Linked DNA regions of Triticum aestivum: region 1 is linked to region 2. Evidence: chromatin contacts called from public Hi-C data. All regions are on one chromosome and are shown on one strand. The core of a region is the stretch at or near the end of the contact, and the rest is flanking DNA. Distances in the headings are between cores, read along the strand shown.

Region 1 (4,734 bases), core at 1,454-3,953, 510 kb after region 2:
AATGTGCGCATAGTAAATCAATAATATAAACAATTCAGGTTTAAAGAAATATGCGCTCAAGTAACCGAGCAACAACAACCAGAGCAAGTAACAACTCATTAGCCTCTTCCTGGGTTCCAGCTAAGCCCCAACTACAACCAGAGCAAGTAACAACTCAGTTGTCCTACGGATTACGTTAAGCTGTTTCTTTTACTTTTGGGGGATGTGTGTGCGGGGGGTATCTTTCTCTGTTTAGAAAGCACAATTCATTGGGCTATTCCTTGGTTCCAGCTAAGCCCCACAAACAACCAGAACAGGGTTTTGACAGTTTCAGTACATTATTTTATTCTAATTCGATACAGCTTGCTGAAGGAATAAAAGCAGGAAATAATTTGATATCTGAAGTCTCGAATGTGTTATGTACAGAAACAGAAAAATAATGCTGGGATATGGCAAACATGCATTTTAACAAGAATGACAGATTCAAAACTAGTGCATGAAAGAACTGTGCATCAATCTGCACACAACTGTGGTCTGTTAATGTCTTCAAATTTTAAAATTGACAATAAGAACAAGACTGAAGCAACAGCACATATTTTCTGCACAACACAATGTATTTAATAAAGCTCACAGATGTAATTTCTGAGATGTCACTTCAAATTCACTAGCCATGGATCAAGGTGGAATATACTTACTATAATCATTAAGATATTTTACATTAAAAAGACTAAAGTGGTCTATCACAACATAACCGGCTGGGATATAAACTATACTAAAGAAATGCAAAAAATTGGAATGGAAATTCCTTGATTCATAATATACAGGAACTTGAGAAATTTTATCATCAAGGTATGGGGCCACTTGCCTGATACGACAGTAACTTCAGGGTAGAGTGTGTACAATTTGCATAGAATTGGTGATTCAAAGAAAAATAAGTAGGATTCACAACAAACTTTGCATAACTAAATTTCTTTCTTAGAGGCTAAGAATGTAACTAAAATATCAGTGCATTTGCAGTATCTTTGGTTTCAGCCAAAGGCAAATATCTAGCACTAATCAAGAGATTTGTAAATCTCATGGTAAATGGACCCACAACATTGCAAATAACAGAAATCAAGTACACGATTACACATCAGATATCGTGAGGGTGCACTAAAGGTTGCATGTCTTATGATGTTGTACAACTCTAGTTCCAATTAAGCCAGTTAGGCAAAAAGTAAACCTTAGTACCTTACAGTCAAATCAGCATTTCGGACATTGATAATAAAATATGTTCCAGAATTCAAACACGCAAACTATAAACAAACCCCTGTGTAGAAGGCCGAATGCCTAATGTTGCATCTAGAAAGCAGTAGGACAAATTACCCAGTTGTGCCAAATAATAGGATGCATGGAAATAAAGTTCCTGTGAATTAAGCTAGTATTGTACATAAGGATAGGACAAACAATTTCAATGTCTGTTTGGACAGTAGTGCTTCTTAAAGGTGCAAGAGAACGGGAAAAAGTACTTACTACTTACCACAGAATACAGATGACCATCATAACAAACACAGCAAGGACAAGCTTGGTATTATCTGCGAAAATAATGATAATGAGAATCATATGCAAATTTCAAATGTAATTCTACATATCAACTTCATATGTCCCTCCCTACTTGCCTCTCTCTAACACACACACGCAATAAACATAATAAATCAGCCAAAAAACAAATATGATAGCAGGCTATACATTGTTTTTATTTTTGGATCCACAGTTATGTAGGGACTAGGGAGGTAAGGTGTCAAAAACACGCCCTGGAGGCAAGCATAGGGTCGACTATATTTCATTGTATTCGTGATTTTTTTGATAGTTTGTTCAGTGAATAATATCACCACAAGTGTGACTTCGTTGTGAATACTCCGTGTTTATGTTTACAATGTTTATTTTAAACAGATCTTGGAACGTTAAACCTATGAGATTCGTATTTCATAATTATAGAGATGGAGATATTAAACCAACAACACAAGACACATGTTTGAGGGTGTGGCACCCACAGCCACTATGAAACAACACAAGAACATTGTATTCTTCGTGTCGACGGGTAGTCTTACAAACAATGTGTGCTCAAGATGTGTAATTACTAATAGGAGAAATGGTTCGAATCTTCAAGCAGGAAAGCTACTCGTATCCCCTAGTACCCCTTTTTTGCCCGTGAAAGAGAAAGGATCTCTTCATCTGCGCGCGCGCGCATGTTCAGACAAGATTATGACCTCAAAACACTTCGGTTTTACCCCAGCCCTATTTTCGCCTCAAGACGCTAAAGCGGGGGTTCAAACAAACGACGAGCTCCCCGGCCCAAGTTCAGCCACGCATCACTGGACACGCGCACCCGCATCGCCGCTCAGCCCGCGGCAGCCCCGCGCGCGAACCATTCGCTGGCCGGCGTTGATTAGGGTTTTGTGGAGTTCCGAGAAAAGGGGATTGCGTGGCCTCAACGGCCGGGAGAGAGGGCGGCGCGTACCTAATCGGCGGAGGAGGCGGCGGGGGGCGGGCCGGGACGCGAGCCTCCGGCGAAGGGAAGCGGGCGACGCCGACGAAGGGGAGGCGAAGGTGGGGGGAGGGTTTGCGGTTTGCGCTCGAAATCTGACGAAGGGGGGCGGGCGGCTCTCTGTTCGCACCAGCGGCGGCCGAGCAAATGAGTACTCGCGCTTGTGAGCGGACGTGAGGTCAAGGGGTTAAGGGGTTGGAGCCCAAACTAGGTATGGATCCGGACGGTATCGGGTGCGAGCCCCGTCACAGGTCTGGTGGGGTCTCTCTGATGGGGCCGTACCCACAGCCAGATTTTGACGGGTTCGGACTTTGGCTCCAATTATTACATAATGAATAAAAATTGTTTTTCTTTACCATCCGCCTAACCTAACCAAAGATCTGGCATTCACCCAGCGAGGGTAAGTTCGAGGAAATAATATCTCGCCCTAAAGTCTGACTCATGCAGCTGCGCTCACTCGCTGGCGCGAGTGCATGGACTACAGTCGTCCGATGCGATGTGCCTGCGCGCGATTCGTCCCGACCAGATGTCCGTTATGGATTGCGCGAAACGTGGGGCGAGTGGTGGCCCGGCCCCTTTATTCCAGGCGAAACCGCTCCCCCCGCCCACACCCCCCGCTCATCTTGTTCGAAACCACCCGCAGCCCCCGCAGATTTCATTCGAACTCCTCTCTCTCTTCCTTTCCTCTCCTCTAGCAACGGCCCGGCGAGGCGGGGTGCTGCAGTGGTGGATCCGACGTGGAGTCGCCGGTGCGGGAGGCCGTCCACGAGCGCCGCGAGTCGCCGGCTGCAGGCGGAGGTAAACCGCTATTTCCTCCTCCCCTGCTCCCCTCTTTTTCTCGCTCTGCTCCCCTGTTTGCGCTCCATGGAGTTAGGGTTTCGATGAGGGGGCGGGCACGAGGTTGTCCATGGCGTCCTCAGGCTCCGCGTCGTGAATGCTTTTGGAGGGCATGGCGTTGCTATGGCGGGGGAGGGGAGGGGTGGGTTTGTGCTAGGGGTAGGCGGGATTGAGTCGCTGTAAGGGGATACACGCGACCGAATCCTAGTGACGGGCGCATAGGATTCGTGTTTTCGATGTTGCTTGCTTCTCAAGACGCAGTTGCTCATAATTTCGATGGAGTTGCTTAGATTTTTCCTATAATTTGTGAGATGGAGGGACAGGGCAAGGGGATGCATCTTACCGGGGGCAGTTGCTCATTTTTTTGATGGCAGTTGCTCATAAATTCGATGCTAGTTGCTTAGTTTTTTGCTACAAATTTTTGCGAGGGGAGGGTCAGGGGATGCATCTTACTTGGGTAGTTGTTCATAAATTTGATGCTAGTTGCTTAGATTTTTTTCTACAAATTTGCGAGGAGGCGGGTCAGGGGATGTATCTGACTTGGGCAGTTCATCGAGGGGTCAGGGGATGCACTGTTTTTTGGGGGGAAATGGTTTTTGTGATTGGTTGATTTTAGTTTTAGTTATTGCCTAGATTTGCAACACCAAGTTGATGTCCTTTTTGTAGTGTTCTTTAAATTTACTGTATGAAACATGACGTTGCTTATATCCACCATCGAGTTGCGGTCCTTCATTGCAACTATGAATAGGAGATGAGATATCTCTCATGAATAAGCGGCAAAGCCTGAGTGTTTTTGATCTTTTAGCTAATGTGATGAAGATGAACATGTGACTTTTTTTGTGATGAGTAGTTTTTTATGTGCTTTATTTTTAGTTGCCACAAAATAATGAGTAGTTGCATAGTTCTCAATACCAAATTGCTTTTGCAAGCACTAGCAATTCAGTTGTTGAGTTATCTCTGGGTAGGGAATAAATGGAGTTTTGTTCACCTCCAAATGACAGTGATGTTAGCTCCAGATGCAAGTAGTATCATTTGAGCAGTTGAGTTATAGGGCTTTTGTATCTGGTTGTATCTGTTTTCATGAACATGGTTTTTTTTGTGTTTTCTTGTACATAATGGCTCCAAAAAGCAAAAGGCATGCGGGTAGAACTGATGGTGAAAATGAGGGAGAAGAAGTGGCAGCTCAACCAGCAAGGAGTAATGTTGGACGCAAGCGCGGGCGGGAGAATCAGGATCCTGTACGGGGTGGTTGGGCAGGGAAACGGGCCACCAATTATGCCCGGGGTGGTCGGGCAGGGAAACGGGGCACTGATTCCGCCCCTCGTGATGAAGGAGGGAGAAATCTGAAACGTGCGAAGAAAGTTGCGGATGAGCTATTTTTCTTATGAAAA
Region 2 (4,534 bases), core at 35-2,534:
TCAATCTTCTTTTCTCTCAATTCAACAAGAGGCTGTATCATATGATATTACTGGCTGGTTGTTCGTCTGAAAAGAAGTTACATATCCTTATACTGTTCTTGCACTTTCACATATTCAGAAGTGATTTTGCACAGCCCATGCACATTCCAATTTTTACTCCAGTGGAAGTTCTTAAGCTTGGATTAGGGAGAACCTGTCGCACAATCTTGCTTAAATGATTTGTTAGCAGCAAGCATTCTTTCAAGATAAAAGTAAAGTTTTAACAAAATAACAGGTATGCAGAATAAATGTTACCAGGTGGAGTTCATTTTAAGTTGGACTATAACCTGAAAAATTTGGTGCATGGCTTCGATTTGCTTCCTACGCCGGTTTGAAATGACTCCGATTCTGTTGAATCAAATTAATTATGCGCGCCAAGTTAATAAGCTGTTGATTAACTAATCGCGATGCATAAAAGGACATTAATAGGCTGTTGACTAATTGTACAATATAGTGCATTAGTCGAAGCATAGATTACTAGTAGGAACTCTTCAGCTTGAACTAGTATCCAGCACTCAGAGCCTCGCTCCAAACTCCAGGCGAATTGTTGAGTAGGGAGCGAGGGCATGCCAAGTATTAATGCGCAGAATACAGAAAAAAAGAGGCAGACAGCTCCAATCGAGCAAGGCAACAATACGCGACATTTAATAGGCGAATATTCATGTGCTCGGGTAAAATTACTGATCCCCAACAAACCAGCATGCGGCGAATTGGCATATCGTAAGCAACGCGAGCTTCTGAATACCCCCAAAACCCAACCATGGAGAAGTACAGATCCCATCAGGCCACCGCACCACCTAGCTTCCCCCCAAAAAAAAAATCCCAAAACCCTAACCTAGCAACAGAGCAACTCAGCGGCATTCCCCGGGAACACTAAGCCGGAAGCTTCACCGGACTACAGAAGAAGGGCGCCCTAGAGAAGCCGCCGGGGAGGGTGATTTAGGGCAGGGCTCCACCCGACTCACCTCGCGTGCGCTTGCCTCCGACGGCGGCGCCGTCGGCCGTGCCCCTCTTGCGTCCGCCGCCTTCCATCGCTGCGTGCGCGCACGCGGTAGCTCCGGCGAGCTTGGCTAGGGTTTGTGGCCTGTGAGTCGTGGCGGCGAGCAGGGACGGAGGGAGGCTACCGGAACGGCACGGCACGGTCGCTGAAGAGATCCGGACGGAGGAGTGAGGAAAGGCTTAAAAGGCTACCGGTCGGATAGGCTACGGGCGCGGTGTTGGGTCGGACGGCCGGCCCGGATGGGTCGAGAAGACATTTTAGTTGTTTTTTCCTCTCCATTTCGTGGTACTTAAATTCTGAGCGCGGTGTTGGGTCAAACGGCCGGGTCGGATGGTTCGAGAAGACATTTTAATATTATTTTTGTTTTTCTTCTCCTCTTCGTTTCTTTGTTTCGCGGTGCCTAAATTTTTGAAATCTAATCTGCCCACAGTCATACTTCACTATGAAACGTGGGAGCTTGTCAAAATAACATAATTTCATGCAGAATGGTAGTGATATCCATTCACTTAATGTAAAAAATGAATTAGAGGGGTCGACACATTTCTATGAACAAATTATATCCGTTTCATAGAAATCTCTCATGTATTACTTCATGCATGCTACTTTCTTCCGCATTTGAAACCATTGACACTCTACCTTTTGGGTTGTCGTTCATTCACAAGCTCGTGGCCCGTTGCAAATGTGCCATGATATCACTCAGAACTTTGTCGTCAACCTCACCCCTCGGCTCATCCTTCACCACCCATCCCCTTTCATGCTCATGTGATCCCTCCAGCGGCTTCCCAGTCACCGTCTCCCATGGAGTTTCCACACCATCTTCTGCTCTCACCTTCTTTAATGCCCTGGCAGCCACCCCCCTCGTGTGGCGCCACTACTCCGTTTCGTGCAATGAAGATGAGGAACACTACATAAAATAGGACGGGGGTTGAACATGAGGCTGGATTTCCACATCCATATTTCTCCACACAAGTGATACTATGTGAATGCTTACGGTGACGAGAATCATGACGTGGTGAGCAGTACCTCCTGAATGGCATTCTTGTGTCGGCGGAATGACAAGGAGCTTAGGGAGGGGGGGAGCTCTTCATCGTTGGTTGTCGCTCTGTCGACGACGACGTACGCATGGGATTTCTTCCCCTTCACCATTGGTGATGTCACCGGGGAAGTGCCTAGCCGGTACAACAACTTCTTGGTCTTCGACTACCCACATGACTCATCTACCACATTTTAATCTGCGTTTTTTCTTGTTTTGTAAGGTGATCTTCATAGGGTATAGGATGATCATCCTTGATGATTATCAACATGGGTGCGCGGCAAGGGTGTTCACCAAGCATGACATCCAACACTCCGACCCATAGACATCTCCCAAGTATGCAAATTTCATTACCCCTTCAACACATTCAGCTTCCTCTCTTGCCCCCCTGGTTGGATCAAGATCGAATCCCTTCCTCCAAGCTGGCCATTTTATGCTCTTTTTGTGTTTTGTGTTTTGTGTTTTGAGTTTTTTTTTGTGTTCACTTACTTAATTTCCCCATGTGGGTTCTTATGCTGAATCGACAAGGCGTACCTCTTTCCCAATGAAATGACGATGTCGAAGTTGCAACACAACACAGGAGAACTGCAACAACCTTGAACCCATTGGATTTGTGATTGCTATGAGATGAAAGAGCATGAGGCCATGGATGGAGGAGGGAGGCGATGGGAGGTGGGCAGGCGCTCTGCGGCGAAAGCAGTGAACCCTAGCGAGTAGCGAGAGAGAGAAGAGGCGAGCAAGAAGTGTGCTCTCTGGACTGGGCTATCTCCGGGATAATTACACACCAATCTTAGGGCACACATGTAAGAGCATCTCCAACGGCCGCGCCAAACTAGTGCCGCGCCGCAAAATTGCCCGTTTTAGCGTGCGCGCAACCGGTATAGTTGCTCCAGCGGGTGCGCAAAAACAGCGCGCGCGGCATATTTAGTTCAGCGCGCGGGCCGAAACTCAATCGCGCGCCGCTTATTTGCTGCGCCCGCTCCCGCGCGCTGGACTCTCGCGCGCTCGCTCGCAACTCCCACCCCCCATCCAGTCGCGCCGCCGCCACCGCCCGCGCCACCCAACGACCTTCCCGGCGCTTCCCCAGCCTATCCCCGCGTCGCCGCGGCTTCTTCGCCCCCTCCCCCCCTCCGTAGTCCCGCCGCCCCTCACGCGCGTCCATCCTCCGACAAACAGCTCCCGAGCGCTCGCTGCCGCTCGGCGCCCGCAAGGTGTTCGACAAAACGCCTACAAGGTATGTATTGCTCAAACTTCATGAATTTGGTGCATGTTGATTGTAGTTTTTGTAGCATAGTATTGAACACTGTAGATGAGTTCGTCGTATGATTCTTCCGAAGAAGAATTTGATATGGAAGAGGAGGAGGATCTTGCAATGATCCTAGCTATGCATATCAATAAAAAACCGAAGCACGGTGGTTCGGTTATGGGTCGGCAGAAAATTTGGAGAGATAGGATCGATACCCATAACAGATTGACGAGGCGCTATTTCATGGAGAATCCCACATACCCGGAGTCGTATTTTCGTCGTCGGTTTAGGATGAGCACCGACTTGTTCAGGCGCATTGCAGAGAAACTAGCGAGCCATGACCGGTTTTTTCAGCAAAAGAGAAATGCCGCCGGAGAGCTCGGACATAGCACCTTTTCAGAAGGTGACAGCCGCTTTGCGTATGTTGGCATACGGTATCCCGGCTGATCTAGTTGATGATCACTTGGCTATGGGTGAGAGCCAAGCCATCATATGTGTCAAACGCTTCGCAGTCGGACTTGTGCAAGTGTTTGACGAGGAGTATTTGAGATCTCCCAATGCTGAAGACGCCGCAAGGCTATTGGCGATGAACAAAGCTCGCGGCTTTTCTGGTATGCTTGGCTCAATATATTGCATGCATTGGAGTTGTGGGCATGGCATGGACGACAAAGAGCATGATTTCTGCGTTCGTCATTGTATTGTTCATGAACTATTTGTTGTGTTTATTGCACTATTTGTTGTACTGAACGATAAACTATTTGTTTGGGTTGTAATAACGAAATTGAACTATTTATTGTTGATTTATTTTGTTTAGTTTGATCATTTTTGCTTCTATTTGAAATGTATATGTTGTTTGTGCGAGTCGCGCGCGCTGCATTTATTACGCGCTGCTGGAGCGTTGCATTTTAGCGTCGATGTTGGAGCCAGCGCTGACGGTCGCGCAAAACCAGACGAACGGCGCACGGCAAACTAGTTTTTAGCGCCACGGCTGTTGGAGATGCTCTAAGAAAGGGGCTTGAGAAATGCGGTAAGCCAGTCTGGACTAGCCTTTTTCTCATAGCGCATCATATTCGAGTTATTTTCAACTTCAATTGCCTGAGTCCGACCCAAAAGGCCGGAAAATACTGACCCTTAAATCACTGTAACCAATAATGGTTACAAATTACACCATTTTTCGATAGTATGCCACTTACAAACCGGTACGAGTCAACCAGGA

The links. Hi-C and Micro-C count contacts between places; a contact is called where the count stands out from the background.
Region 1: a contact with region 2 is called in a Hi-C map of leaf, with 6 times the contacts expected there. The contact joins the promoter of LOC123132660 here to the promoter of LOC123132658 in region 2. A contact is called at or near these places in 2 of 5 Hi-C or Micro-C datasets (both in leaf).

The regions. Positions count from the first base shown.
Region 1 is chr6A:173,100,078-173,104,811 of IWGSC CS RefSeq v2.1, forward strand. LOC123132660 reads right to left here and starts at 2,704. Exons shown (of 3, transcript XM_044552514.1): 1 at 2,480-2,704; 2 at 1,499-1,553.
Region 2 is chr6A:172,590,352-172,594,885 of IWGSC CS RefSeq v2.1, forward strand. It overlaps LOC123132658 (zinc finger CCCH domain-containing protein 14), which reads right to left and starts at 1,285. Exons shown (of 3, transcript XM_044552512.1): 1 at 1,005-1,285; 2 at 327-387. The coding sequence starts at 1,071. LOC123132659 (nicotianamine aminotransferase 1) reads right to left here. Exons shown (of 7, transcript XM_044552513.1): 7 at 4,410-4,534.